Linked DNA regions of Sus scrofa: region 2 is linked to region 1. The links are chromatin contacts, called in public Hi-C maps. All regions are on one chromosome and are shown on one strand. The core of a region is the stretch at or near the end of the contact, and the rest is flanking DNA. Distances in the headings are between cores, read along the strand shown.

Region 1 (6,159 bases), core at 1,978-4,477:
ATAACCTTTAATAAAATGTTGAAAATAAGTGACAAACTACTTTCATCTCTGAATTTCCATATTTTGCTTTTTGAAAAATTTATTCCACTAATGAAAAGTATCTTGCATATCTCCTTGAAGAAAATAAACAAAGAATGCTTAACAGTAAAATCTAATGTGAAACACTTATTTCTGAAAGCAGCTTACAGTCTCAGATGCATATAAAACAATTCTGTGTTAAATTTCCCTCTTGGAGACTTGCTCTCCAGTCACACAAGTGTCCTTATACAAGGTGTCCATAAGATCCATATAAAATTTGAACCTGCAATCATTTTCCGTCTAAATAGGAGGTACAGTAATTCATATAAGGTAACAGATAATTTACTCAGGATTACATCGAAGTGCTAAAGATTAATTTATCGTCCTTTCCTTTATTACCTGGGAAATACATGCTGTTATTGCTGATTAGTGTCATCTTACCTGATTTCTTTTTTCTTGGTGACATACTAACACTAAATGCGAGGCTAACAAATGTGATCAAGGCTACTGCTGAAACACAGTAAAATGTGTTCAGGGTGTTTCAAAACTGTATTATGCTTTATACCCAAATAATCACGGATATGCTGAAAGCTATCTCCCATAACTTAAAATGCTAAGTTTTTAATAATTCTCTTTTGGTTGCAAATTCCAGATCATTTTTATCTTACATGCATATAAACATATTAATATATGCCTATAATGTAACACTTCATAAACATTCATCGGTGCACCTCCGTGGAAGGGTCAAAAAGAACAAGAGCCAAGCCACGGCATGCAGCTCTACTGAGAATGAGGCTAAGATGTTTTAAAAAGTCAATGAGAAAAATCTTCAGGGAGTTCCCTTTGTGGCTCGGCAGTTAACACACCCGACTAGGATCCAGGAGGATGCAGGTTCGATCCCTGGCCTTGCTCAGTGGGTTAAGGATCCAGCATTGCCATGAGCTGTGATGTAGGCTGCAGACGTGGCTCAGATCCAACATTGCTGTGGCTGTGGCATAGGCTGGCAGATGTAGCTCCGACTCAACCCCTATGCTGTGGGTGAGGCAGAAGGAAGGAAGGACAGAAGGAAGGAAAAGAGAAATAGAAAAAATCTTTCAAAATAACAGGTAGCAGAAGAACATGACAAAACTCTCAGAGATAGTATGAACTGAATGAAGTTCAAGAACATATAAAGGATGCTAAAAGCGCAGCTGCATCCCCTGCTCCCATCCTGCCATCCCAGGAGAGGCAGAGGCCACTGAATCTGCAGCTCACACTCAAGACATCTGAAAACAAGTGGACAAGTGCAAGGATTCAGGCAGTTTCGTTTTGTCTTTTAAACAATTAAAATGCTACAGGATGCGTTAGGAGGAAGAATTATACCGAGATGAAGTGAGCAGCCCATGTCAAGATTACACACCACAAGGACTGGGCTACAGTCACTCATACCTGCTTTTCCATATTCAGAAGCAGCACTGTCATAATCTGGCTTCCATTTTAAAAAACCAGTTTTCAGGCTAAAAGGAAAAGAAGACACAATTAACACAAGTTACCAACCATGTTCGTTCATAAGTAAGAACCCTGCTTGTAAGCACCTTATAGGTCATTAAAGGGGGCAGGGGACCATGGGCCAATCACATTCCTAAGAACCTTGCTTGTAAAGGCTCTGATGGGCTCATTAAAAAGGGGGGGAGGGGACCATCCCTACAAAGTCACCATCTCACTCAGCTCCATTGAAACTTACTGATAATCACATACAACCTCACTACCTTCCCCTCCCATTGTCACAGACACAGTTGTCCCCCTTTTGAAATGTCTGTCCAAGTAGAGTGGAGGGTCTTCCTGCACGGTCCCCAGACTAGCAGGAGCAGCACCACCTGGCAGCGTACAAGAAAGTGTAAGTCACTGAGCGAGCCCCAGCTCTACCGAACCAGACACTCTGGAATAGCGGCGGCAATCCAGGGTGTAAAAAGCCCTGAGAAGTATTAAAGCTTGAGAAGGGCTGAAGCACATAAGTAAGCAGTGGGACCTGTGAGACTGCAGCACAGGAGAGGCCAGAGAATGACCGAGGAGTCATCAGCAGATGCCACACCAAGGGCCCCATAAGTTTCTCTAGGAAGACTGCAGAGAAAAGCCAGGAAGACTGCAGAGAAAGGCCAGAAAGACTACAGAAAAGACACTCAGGGAGACAGAGGGAGTCAGCAAGAAAGACTCCAATGAGCCACCAGGGGACAGGAAGGACCACCTGAAAGACGAGGACGACTGGAAGACAGAAGCTGCTTTCCAGGATTCCAGGATTACTTGGCATCTCAAACGCCACACCAAAGTACAATCCGATTGAATCCTTATCTAACCTGCCCTTTCTGCAATACTTTAATTTCAGAATAATTTCAGGCTTACAGTTTAGTGACTGTCAAGCTTAGGTGTGCTTACAAATTGCCCAATGAACATCATCTTTAATTCTAAACTTCAGTTAGTGACGACCTGCTTACGACTCTGCCAGCTTCCAAGGGACCAGGGGACACCTTAACTGAGGAAAAAGAGGGGCTACCGGCCTAGGTGGGGGGAGCCCCCAGACTGCCGGGCTCCGGGGTACCAAAGAGCCCCCACTGCCCCCATCACCCGAGCCGCGACAACTTCCGGGTCGACGGTAGCGCTTCCGGGCCAGCGCCCACCCCCCCAAGCCCCGCTCGCCCGCCCCTGCGCCCCCCGCGCGATGCTAACTCGGACAGCTCTCGGAGGGGCCCGGCCCCGGCGTCCGGCCTGGGCCGCGCTGGGCCTCTCACTCACTATTTCTCTGCTTTGGCGAGGTGCTCCAGTCCCTCGTTTATCTTCTGCGCCGCCATCTCCGCGGTGCGGCCCTGACGTGGAGGCCGAGAGCCCGCCGAGTGGGCGTGGGAACGCCGAGGAGGAGGCCGGGACGGCGCCGCTGCCGCTCCACCGGGGCCTGCAGGGCTCAAACCAAGTGCGGCGAAGCGGCCCGGGAGCCGCGCAGGAAACGCCGCGCAGGCGCAGAGCGCCCGAGCTGGCCGCTAGCTTGTCTCCATGCGCAGCAGTGGTGGGTAGTGAGGGAGGTTCTCTCATTCATTCGTTCGTCAAGCACCGGTTTGTCGAACACCTACTATGCGTCAGACACTGTCCTAGTGCCGGCAGGTCGCCAGGGAGAACGAGAGACCGAGTCCGGCCCTCGTGGATCTCGCTTCCCGCTCCCTTGAAAGCGCATTGGCACTGCGATCCGTGACCGCATAGACTCGTTTATTTTTTACTACATGTGCGCCCCTACCGCCTGTCGGTCACCGTCAGGTAACCCCTGACAGATGCTCAGAAGTGAGCACTCCGTGACGTTCGGGAGCGAGGTTCGCCAGCAAGGGTCTGGCAGAAATAACAGTAACTCCGTGTCCGACTCACATTTCGTGGGGTTTCAACACCTGCAAGGTGATTCTGCGATAGCATTGCAGCTCCTTGGTCTCCACCCAACTAGCTCATACTCTCATCCCCAGGATCACACCCTCGACCTTACCAGTCATGGGTAACTAATTACTAGTGACTGTGCCCCCGACGCATCACTTTCAAGCAGACACTTTATTTCTTGCTGTCTTCTAGCTCTGATAATTTTTCACCTTCAGCAGAACTCCCACCTCTTCCTGGCCTCTGCTCCTGTTCACACCTCCCTGTTTACCCATTATAAGCTCCATGTTCCATCATTGTAACTACTCTTCTGCGTGTGCATCAGCCTCCCTGGCCCTCTTCCTTTCTCCTTGTATGGAAAAGCCCCTGTTCTCTACGGACTGGAACTGCTCTGAGCAATTGAAAGTGGTTGGAGAAAAACAAAGCAGCAACATGCTAACGTGACCCGTCCCTGGAATCTGTGCTCATACATGTCAAGGAGGCCCTGGTGCAGCTAAGTTCCTGAACTGCATTTCACTGGACCAGTCATCCAAGGGCGAAATCTCTTCCTGGACCATCTTGGGCCCTCTAGGTGTGACTCTGTAAACTAGACTGGGCAAGATGGAGGAACAGGGGGAAAAGCACACATTTATTTAACAGAGGTTTTGTGCGACACGAGAGCCTTTATAAGGAAATGAAGACCCGCAAAAGTGGTTACTCCTGTGTTTTTATGCTTGCTGTGCTAAAGGCTGGAAAGTCCTGGGAAAACACGATGGGACAAGGGCAGGAGCCCAGCACAGTGACCTGTGGAAACTAGCAAGGCCTTTGTTCTCACCACCTTCAGCACCTCTGTCTTCAGAGTGTTCCTGTCCTCCAGGTACAGGTAGCTCATCTCTCACATAGGGTATATGGGGTTCGGGAAACGCTGTCCCCAAATACGGCACCTTGGCACATGGAACCCAGCAGAAAATCCACAGTCTAACTGGTCCTTCAGTCATAATTTCTTTATTAAGGCTCCCACATCACCTAAAACTTCTGTTCAGTGAATCTGTAGTCTTTCCTCCTATTAATCTGTCTGTCACTTTCATGTTCAGACCCAGCCAGGGGCCTAAGAGGGTTGAGGAGAACTTTTTCCTCCCTTACAGGGTCTCATGGGAGAAGGGAGGAATCAAACCTGCCTGCACCTGCTCTTTCTCAGGTTCCCCCAGCTGAACCCCTTCAGTATGCCAAGGAGCCGTACTTTGGGGTAGTGCGTTCTGAATCCCACTGGGACATAATGCCTGCTGTCATGGAATGTGTGATCTGTGAGGGGGCACAAATGTTAAACCTAGTTTTATTTGAGCATCAACACGGAAGCATTTAGGGGTTTTGTTTGCTTTGTAGAGCCACACCCAAAGCATGTGGAAGTTCCCAGGCTGGGGGTCACATTGGAGCTGCAGCTGCCGGCCTATACCACAGCCACAGCAACGGAGGATCCAAAGCATGTATGCAACCTACACCACAGCTCATGGCAATGCCAAATCCTTAACCCACTGAGTGAGGCCAGGGATTGAACCCACATCCTCATGGATACTAGTCGGGTTCATTACCACTGAGCCACAGTGGGAGCTCCTGGGAAGAAGCATTTCAGAGCCTCGTGGCTACCGTTTGCTCTTTTGGCCTTCACACAACAAATCCTGTGGAGTGTGCTCCCCATGCCAGACACTGCTCCAGGCTGGGGGAGTACGGCTCCCAAACATAGGGGACAGAAATCCCTGCCTGGCACCTCTAGAGCTTACCTGCCAGGGGAAGGATGGGCAGTGGAAGGCAAGCAGGAAACATGCTAAATAACCCAATGGAAATGGAATGTAGATGGGATCCTGGCTTCAGAGGGAGGGGCTGGGACAGTGCACGTGGGTGCGCTTACCTCTCCAGGAAAGGTAACCTTTGAATACAGACCTGCCCGACGGAAGCTCTGAGCCATGTGCTGTCTGGACCAGGTACATCGCTGATGAAGGCTGGCAGCCTGGCCCATTCCAGGAGCACCACGGGCTATGGGCCAACACGCCTTCCCTAGTCAACATCTGCCTAGAATCAGGCAGGGTTTGAATGATGTTTGAAAATCTTTAGGAACACATCTCTTGCTTGAATACAACTTCCTTCTACTTGTATGATTAGAAATTAGTACCTGTTAATAAAGACACTAAGAAAGTTTACTCAAACATGAAAATGTCAAGCCCCTAATTGCACTGGGTTTGCAAAAGCAGCTGTAAGGCCCTTTTCCTGGAGATTCTCAGTAGCTGGGGAGAGAGCATAATAATACTACGGCAGGGCACGTGCTAGAAAAGGGTAAAAGATCCAGAGAGGGACCCTGCCCAGTCAGCCCCAAGCTTCCCACCAAGCTCCCCAAGGCCTGCTGTTCCCTGGCTGCCCACTGAGCGGCACCCCTGGCCCACAGCTACTCCCAGAGACCAGGCCATGCGGAGGCCTTGAGTACCCAGGGCTCAGTACTGCTCGCATTTGCAGAGTCCTTCCAGATTCAGAAAAAGGAAGAAAAACCCTCATTCTTCCCAGCCCCCAAGGAAATCATAGAAGAAAGAAGACGGTTTTAGCTTTTCAAATAAGAAAATAAACAAGTGCTTGAAATGGATAAGTTTTTCTTTTTAAATTTGTTTTTGCAAAGGATTTTTCATCCCTGAAAAACAAAATACTAAAATAGCGAGTTATGTTTTCATTTACAAATCCTTCTCAAGAGGAAATCTAATAATAACAAGGGGTTCCCATTGGGTTCCAGCT
Region 2 (6,159 bases), core at 1,394-3,893, 490 kb after region 1:
AGTTGGGTTTTTTTTTTTTTTTGTTTATTAGCAATACTTTCCCCGTGATACTTATTATGTTTGTTGGTGTTTGAAGAGCCAAATTCAACCATTTCCGAGGCTCCTTGGCTACTAATAAAAGTTTTCACTATCAGTTGAAAGAGGATTTATTCTGAAAAACTCAGGCCTTCGTACCACATAGTTGGATGATACTTTTTAAAGCAGTGACTCATGGCATTCCCTCTAGTTTACAGATTTCAGTGGCAGATTGTGGGGAAGGGGGGTTGTGCTCTGACCACTAACAGCACAACTGGCATCCATAGGCTACATTAAAAGTGCCAATGGGGTAGGAATGTGTAGAATAATAATTGCTATTCTTGGTTCAAATATCTTTTTTTTTTTTTTTTCTTTTTAGGGCCGCAGCCATGGCACATGGATGTTCCCAGTCTACATCACAGCCACAGCAACTCAGGATCCAAAACCCCTCTGTGACCTACACCACAGCTCACGGCAACACTGGATCCTTTACCCCCCTGAGTAAGGCCAGGAACAGAACCCACATCCTCATGGATACTAGTCGGGTTCATTACCGCTGAACCACTATGGGAACTCCTCAAATATCATTATTATTATTATTATTTTGCTTTTTAGGGCTGCACCCACGACATATGGAGGTTCCCAAGCTAGGGGTCTAATTGGTGCTACAGCTGCTGGCCTAGGCCACAGCCACAGCAACGCAGGATCCAAGCCGTGTCTGCAACCTACACCCCAGCTCACGGCAGTGCTGGATCCTTAACCCACTGAGCAAGGCCAGGAATTGAACCCACAACCTCATGGTTGCTAGTCGGATTTGCTTCCGCTGCGCCATGACAGGAACACCTCAAATATCATTTTTTTTATGAGGAGGAAACAGTGCCTTTTAGAGAGTAAATACTGGTTTAAAAAACATTTCTTGTATCTCTGAGAAAGGACTAGAGGGTGAACAAAAATCAAATGTAAAAATCGTGCCTATGCCGAAAACTGTAAGGATGCCCCATTGAAATGTCTGAAAACCAAGCTGCCTCCAGGGACCAGCTGTAACATGTGGTGCAGGTAAGATGATAACTAGATGCACAGCTCCTGAACAATATGGACAAAATTACACACCTTCCTCCCTGCTGCCAATGCAGAGAAAGTGAGATAAAACACAGTGAGGCAAAAGCAGGGTTAGCCGTTCTGCATCCCTGGCTAACACTGGGTATGTAACCTCTACTTCAGCACAATCATTGAGAATTAGAAGTCTGCCTTTACTGGGTAGACCATCCAGATAGTTTCCTTATTTTTGTGTGTCCAGGAGCTGAAGCATAGTTGGCGACCTGGATCTTGTGTTGTTGCAAGGAGATCACCGCTTCGTGTAAAGAGCCAAATCCTGTGCCTGCCCCCCTCCACCCGGAATTGTTAAAGTGGTAGGTGTCATTGGGCAAAATGCTTACAGGCTGAGTCAATTGATAGCCTGTGAATTTCTAACTCCTTGTCATTTTGAGAATTAGTGTCACCTGAATTCAGGGAAGGGCCTTCTCTCAGGGAAGAAATGGGTCGTGACAGTTTGGCTCTTAGTTTTAATTACTCTGTATTTGAGAAAATAAGACACACAACTAGACTCGTAGGTGCTATTCCAGTTATTATTACTCCCAGAAACTTAACATATACTATGCAACATGCATTCCATCTTGTAGCATCTGCGAGGCAAGTTTTTGGAACAGCTAGTAGAATCCACTTTATTACACAGAATCATGAATTTCAGAGGGTCTTTAACGGCATTAAATGTAATAGTGCCCTTGGTTAAGGCCACAGTGCAGACCATTTGGAATTCTCTCTGCTCCCCAGGAGTCCAGACCCCCAACGTGGCATCACTTTAAACTGGCCTGTTCCGAAAACTGTAAGGATGCCTCATTGTTTTGTTCCCCACTCAGGAGCTGAGCCTTTCCGAGGCCTCGAGTGGAAGAGGTCGTACTCGTCATTTAACTCATGTAAAAACAAGGGAAAATAAAACCTGTGATACAGGTTTCACTCCAGCACCTCATATACCACCAAAATTGTTTCAACACTTTCAGGATAAAAGCTACAGCTAGAAAGAAGCCTTTCCTCCTGCACCGGCGGAGGTCAGGGACCCTACGCTCGGACCCAGCTGTCCCTCATTCATCCTAGTAACCCCAGGTCGGGGATCGCCCTTACTTCCGCCCCGCGCGCGCCCGCCGCCCAGGGGGCGGAACCGGCCTGAGCCCAGCCGCCCCGCCGCGCCTGGCCCTCGGCGGCTTTGTTCGCGCTTCCCGGCTCCGAAGTGCCCCGGTCTCGGCCGGAGCAGAGGCCGCGCGCGCAGCCGCCAGGGCGGGGTGTGTGTGTGTGTGTGTCTGTGTGTGTATAGAGTGGCGGCCGGGCTGAGCCCCGCCGACCGAACTGGCGGCGCCGTGACCCAACAAAGCGTGCGGCGCGAGGCCCCGCCCGCCCCGGTCGCCCGGCCCAGCACTCGGCGCGGGCCCCCGGCGGCGGCAACGACGCCCGACCGCACGCGGTACCGCGGCGGGCCGAGCCGAGAGCGCGCCGGCGGGGCGGCCGGGAGCGAGCCAGGCGGGAGGCGGGCCGGCGCGCGGGCAGGGGCGGCCGGGTCCGCCCGCCGCGCTCGGCCCGCCCCGCGCGCCCCCGCGGCACCGCCTCCCGCGCGCGTCCACCGGCCGCCGCGCGCGCCGCGCTGTAGCCCCGGTCCCCGGGCGACGGCGGAGGAGGGGGCGCCGCAAGATGGCGGGTACGGGCCCCGCGGCGGGGCGGCGGGCGGGGGGCGCGGGCCGGGGGCGGCGGGCGGCGGGCTGACGGCTTTCTTCTTTCCCTCGGCGCAGACCTGTCGCTGCTCCAGGAGGACCTGCAGGAGGACGCGGACGGATGTGAGTGCGCGCCGGCCTCGGGGCGGGGGGCTGGCGGGCGGTGGGGTCCAGAGGCCGATCCCGGCGCGGCGGCGGCTGTGGGGACGCCCGGCCCCCGGCCCTCGGTCCCCGGCCCGGCTCGGAGGGGGCGGCTCGGCGGCCGGGCGGGAGCACCGGCGGGCGGAAGCCGGGGCAGGCGGGCGCCCGGGAGCCTCCGCGGCCCCTCCCGGGCCAGAGGGCTGGGACCGTGGACAGGGTCTGGGCGCCTCCCGCGCGGAGCGGCACCGCACGCCGGAGACCCGCAGTCTCCCGGCGCCGGGGTCCGGGGGCCGGGAAGGTGGAAGGTGTGGCCTGGCGGGAGGGGCCGCTTTCCCCGCCGCGTTCCTAGGGTGCGCGGTTCGCACGGCGCCAGGCCTTCTTGAACACTCAGATGTCTGCTTTCTTGGAGATGCTCAAGTTTTCACAGTCGATTCTTTGGCTGAAAGGAAAACAAAACAAAGTTTGACATTTCCAGAGTAGCGTCAGAAAGGACTTGTTCATTTCGTGTGTGCTCTTCTGAGAACACAGAATAATTTGGAAATTGTCCTTGAGTTGCAGAGATAACCGCGGTAGAATTTGTGGTGTGTTCGGGCAGAGCTGAGATTTACTGTGGCTACTGTCGATGTAAGTAATACAGAGGTGGCTGCACTTTGAAATAGCTCTTTTAAATGCCGTGTAGTTAATCTTTTTTTGCATTGTGTAATGTGTCCCTTGCCACAAATAAGCTCAATTTTTAAAGACTGGGTGTTTTGAGTGAAGTGAGGGCGATTTACTCTTTAGAAGGATTCCTTAAAAAGAGTATTTTTTTTTAAGTGAGTGAACCATATGTAAACTTATTTTTGGCAAAATATAAGTTTACTTTTTTTTTTTTAAGTAACGAGCTCTTTTAAGGGAGCAGCGCTCAGGTAGTTAAAGACAACTTTTACATTTCCTGTGATGTTTTACCCTAGGACACTTGTCTCCCTCCTAGTGACCTTAAAATGTTAAGGTAGCTATTGGTTTTTTGCACAGTTAGGCTTGAAGACGTGGCTCTGATGAGGCAGGGGCGTCTCATGCTTATATTCAGGTTCAAGGTTTTGTAAATAGAAAACACATTCCTTCAGCAGGTGTTAAGGGCTGTCACTCATTTCTTACCACTTAGGTGCCATGCATTCGTCAAGGTTAAAAAGTGAGCTGTCCTGTTAGTTGTGCCCTTGACCCTTAGGGAACGCAACCTAGAAGAGAAGCCATACCTGTGAAGAACTCAACCATGATTTATTCATGACCCTCCAGAGTTCTGCTTGGTACTGAGGATCTACCAGTGGGCAGGATGGTCACAATCCATGCCCTCTAGTGGTTTACACGCAGTTTTAATACAAGTGTGATAATGAGGGTGTGGGGGCATGCTCGCACAGTAGTTGTTAGACGGCTCAGAGGCCAGACTGCTTTCCTCCAGTCTTCATGTCGCCCCTTTGGACAGACTCGGGCAACTCACTGAACTTCCCTGTGCCCTTATGTTGCCGTTTTTAGATTAGTGTAATTACTATTACCCACAGTCTAGGGTTGTTTAGAGCCTTGCACAAATAAATGCATATAAAACACTTAGAATAGTGGCTGGTAGATGGTGACTATTGCTTGTTTGTTGTCCCCCCCCCTTTTTTTTTTTCGCTTTTTAGGGCCATATCCTCCACATAAGGAAGTTCCCAGGCTAGGGGTCTAATCGGAGGTACAGCTGCTGGCCATAGCCACAGCCATGCCAGATCTGAGCCGTGTCTTCGACCTACACCACAACTCACGGCAACACTGGATCCTTAACCCACTGAGCGAGGCCAAGGATCGAACCCGCAATCTCATGGTTCCTAATTGGATTGTTTCTACTGCACCACAATGGGAACTCCGCAGTTAACTTCTTTAAGGTCCTATTAGTACCCAGTGGGGTGTTGTGTGTGGGTGTATTAATGCATTTGTAGCTGATTTACAGTGTTGTCCGGTGTGTTTTAACTCAGGATAAAGCGTGAGACATTTGAAGGAACAGATAATTTATTTGCATATTTGTAGTTGGTTAGAATCATTGCTTACTTTTCTAAGCTGCTACAGTTTTTACAGGTGATAACATTACCCAAGATGTTCAGGAGCAGGGGATCTTCGAATATATGGCCAATTGAAGGAGCAGTTGGCATCTGTCATGTTGGGATGGGTGAGGGGGACATTCGGTCCAGGCGAGGTGGGAAGGGAGGGAAATGGGAAGCTCGTCATATGTCACACCCAGAGCCAGAAGAGAAGCTGGGACATTGGGATGTTAGGGAGAGTGGGCTGGGCTGCCCTCACAACTGCACTGTGTTGGCCGAGCTGGTGGAGGCCAAGAAAGCTTGTTTCTGCTCAAGCTCCAGAATCTCGGTTGCCTTTTCTAAATGCAGAACTTGGACTAAGACTGAAAAGAGAGTAAATACCCTTGTGCAAGTGCTGAGCAGCTGGGGGCCAGGGAGGACTGGGTGGGCCTAGATCTGGAAAAGGGGGTTCTTGCCAGACCTTGATCAGGGTCTCAGGTCATTTGTCGGGTTTAAGCCCCTAAGTCTCTGTGCAGAGTGAGTAGAAACGTAGGTAGAAAAGGGTTGGTCAGAGATGAACTTGACAGATACTCTTGGAGAAAAAGGAACAAAACCCCAAAGTGTGAAAAGTGGTGCCTTATGTGTACTTCTCCACAGGTCGTAAAGGTAAGTGACCCAGTCGTAAGGCACTGTTCAAATCAAGCGCAGGAGAATAATGCACTGAAAAACTGTACACTCCTCTTGGTAGAAAGTGATCCTTCCAACACTGAAGAAACACACGGTGCACTTCTGAGTGAAAGCTGGCGGGTGACACACCATCTCAGCAGAGTGACTCCAGAGCTTGGGGAACCCTGCCCGCTCCTGGGACCATGGGAGGCCCGAAGTGTTACCGACAGGCTCTCATTTAGATTTCTGCTGTCAGTTTTTCAAGGACGCCATCTTGATGTACATCTGAGTTGCTAGATTTCTAGAATACATTGAGATGGGGCTTAAGTAAGATTTAACAAGGTAATGCTGATAAAAAGAATTGCATGGAAGGGGTTTGATTTAAAATTTAACTTTTTGAGGAGTCCCCATTGTGGCATGGCAGAAATGAATCCAACTAGTATCCAGGAGGACACAGGTTCGATCCCTGGCCTTGCTCAGTGGGTTAAGGATTTGGTGTTGCTGTGACCTGTGGTGTAGGCCAGCAGCTACAGCTCCAATTCGACCCTTAG

What was found. Hi-C and Micro-C count contacts between places; a contact is called where the count stands out from the background.
Region 2: a contact with region 1 is called in a Hi-C map of epiblast stem cells, with 4 times the contacts expected there. The contact joins the promoter of PPP4R1 here to the promoter of NAPG in region 1. A contact is called at or near these places in 2 of 47 Hi-C or Micro-C datasets (embryonic fibroblasts and epiblast stem cells).

Annotation. Positions count from the first base shown.
Region 1 is chr6:97,971,747-97,977,905 of Sscrofa11.1, forward strand. NAPG (gamma-soluble NSF attachment protein) reads right to left here and starts at 3,228. Exons shown (of 12, transcript XM_021096051.1): 1 at 2,788-3,228; 2 at 1,447-1,514. The coding sequence starts at 2,843. LOC106508392 (a long non-coding RNA gene) reads left to right here and starts at 3,021. Exons shown (of 3, transcript XR_002344996.1): 1 at 3,021-4,261.
Region 2 is chr6:98,460,190-98,466,348 of Sscrofa11.1, forward strand. PPP4R1 (serine/threonine-protein phosphatase 4 regulatory subunit 1) reads left to right here and starts at 2,644. Exons shown (of 20, transcript XM_021096060.1): 1 at 2,644-2,761; 2 at 2,853-2,897. The coding sequence starts at 2,755.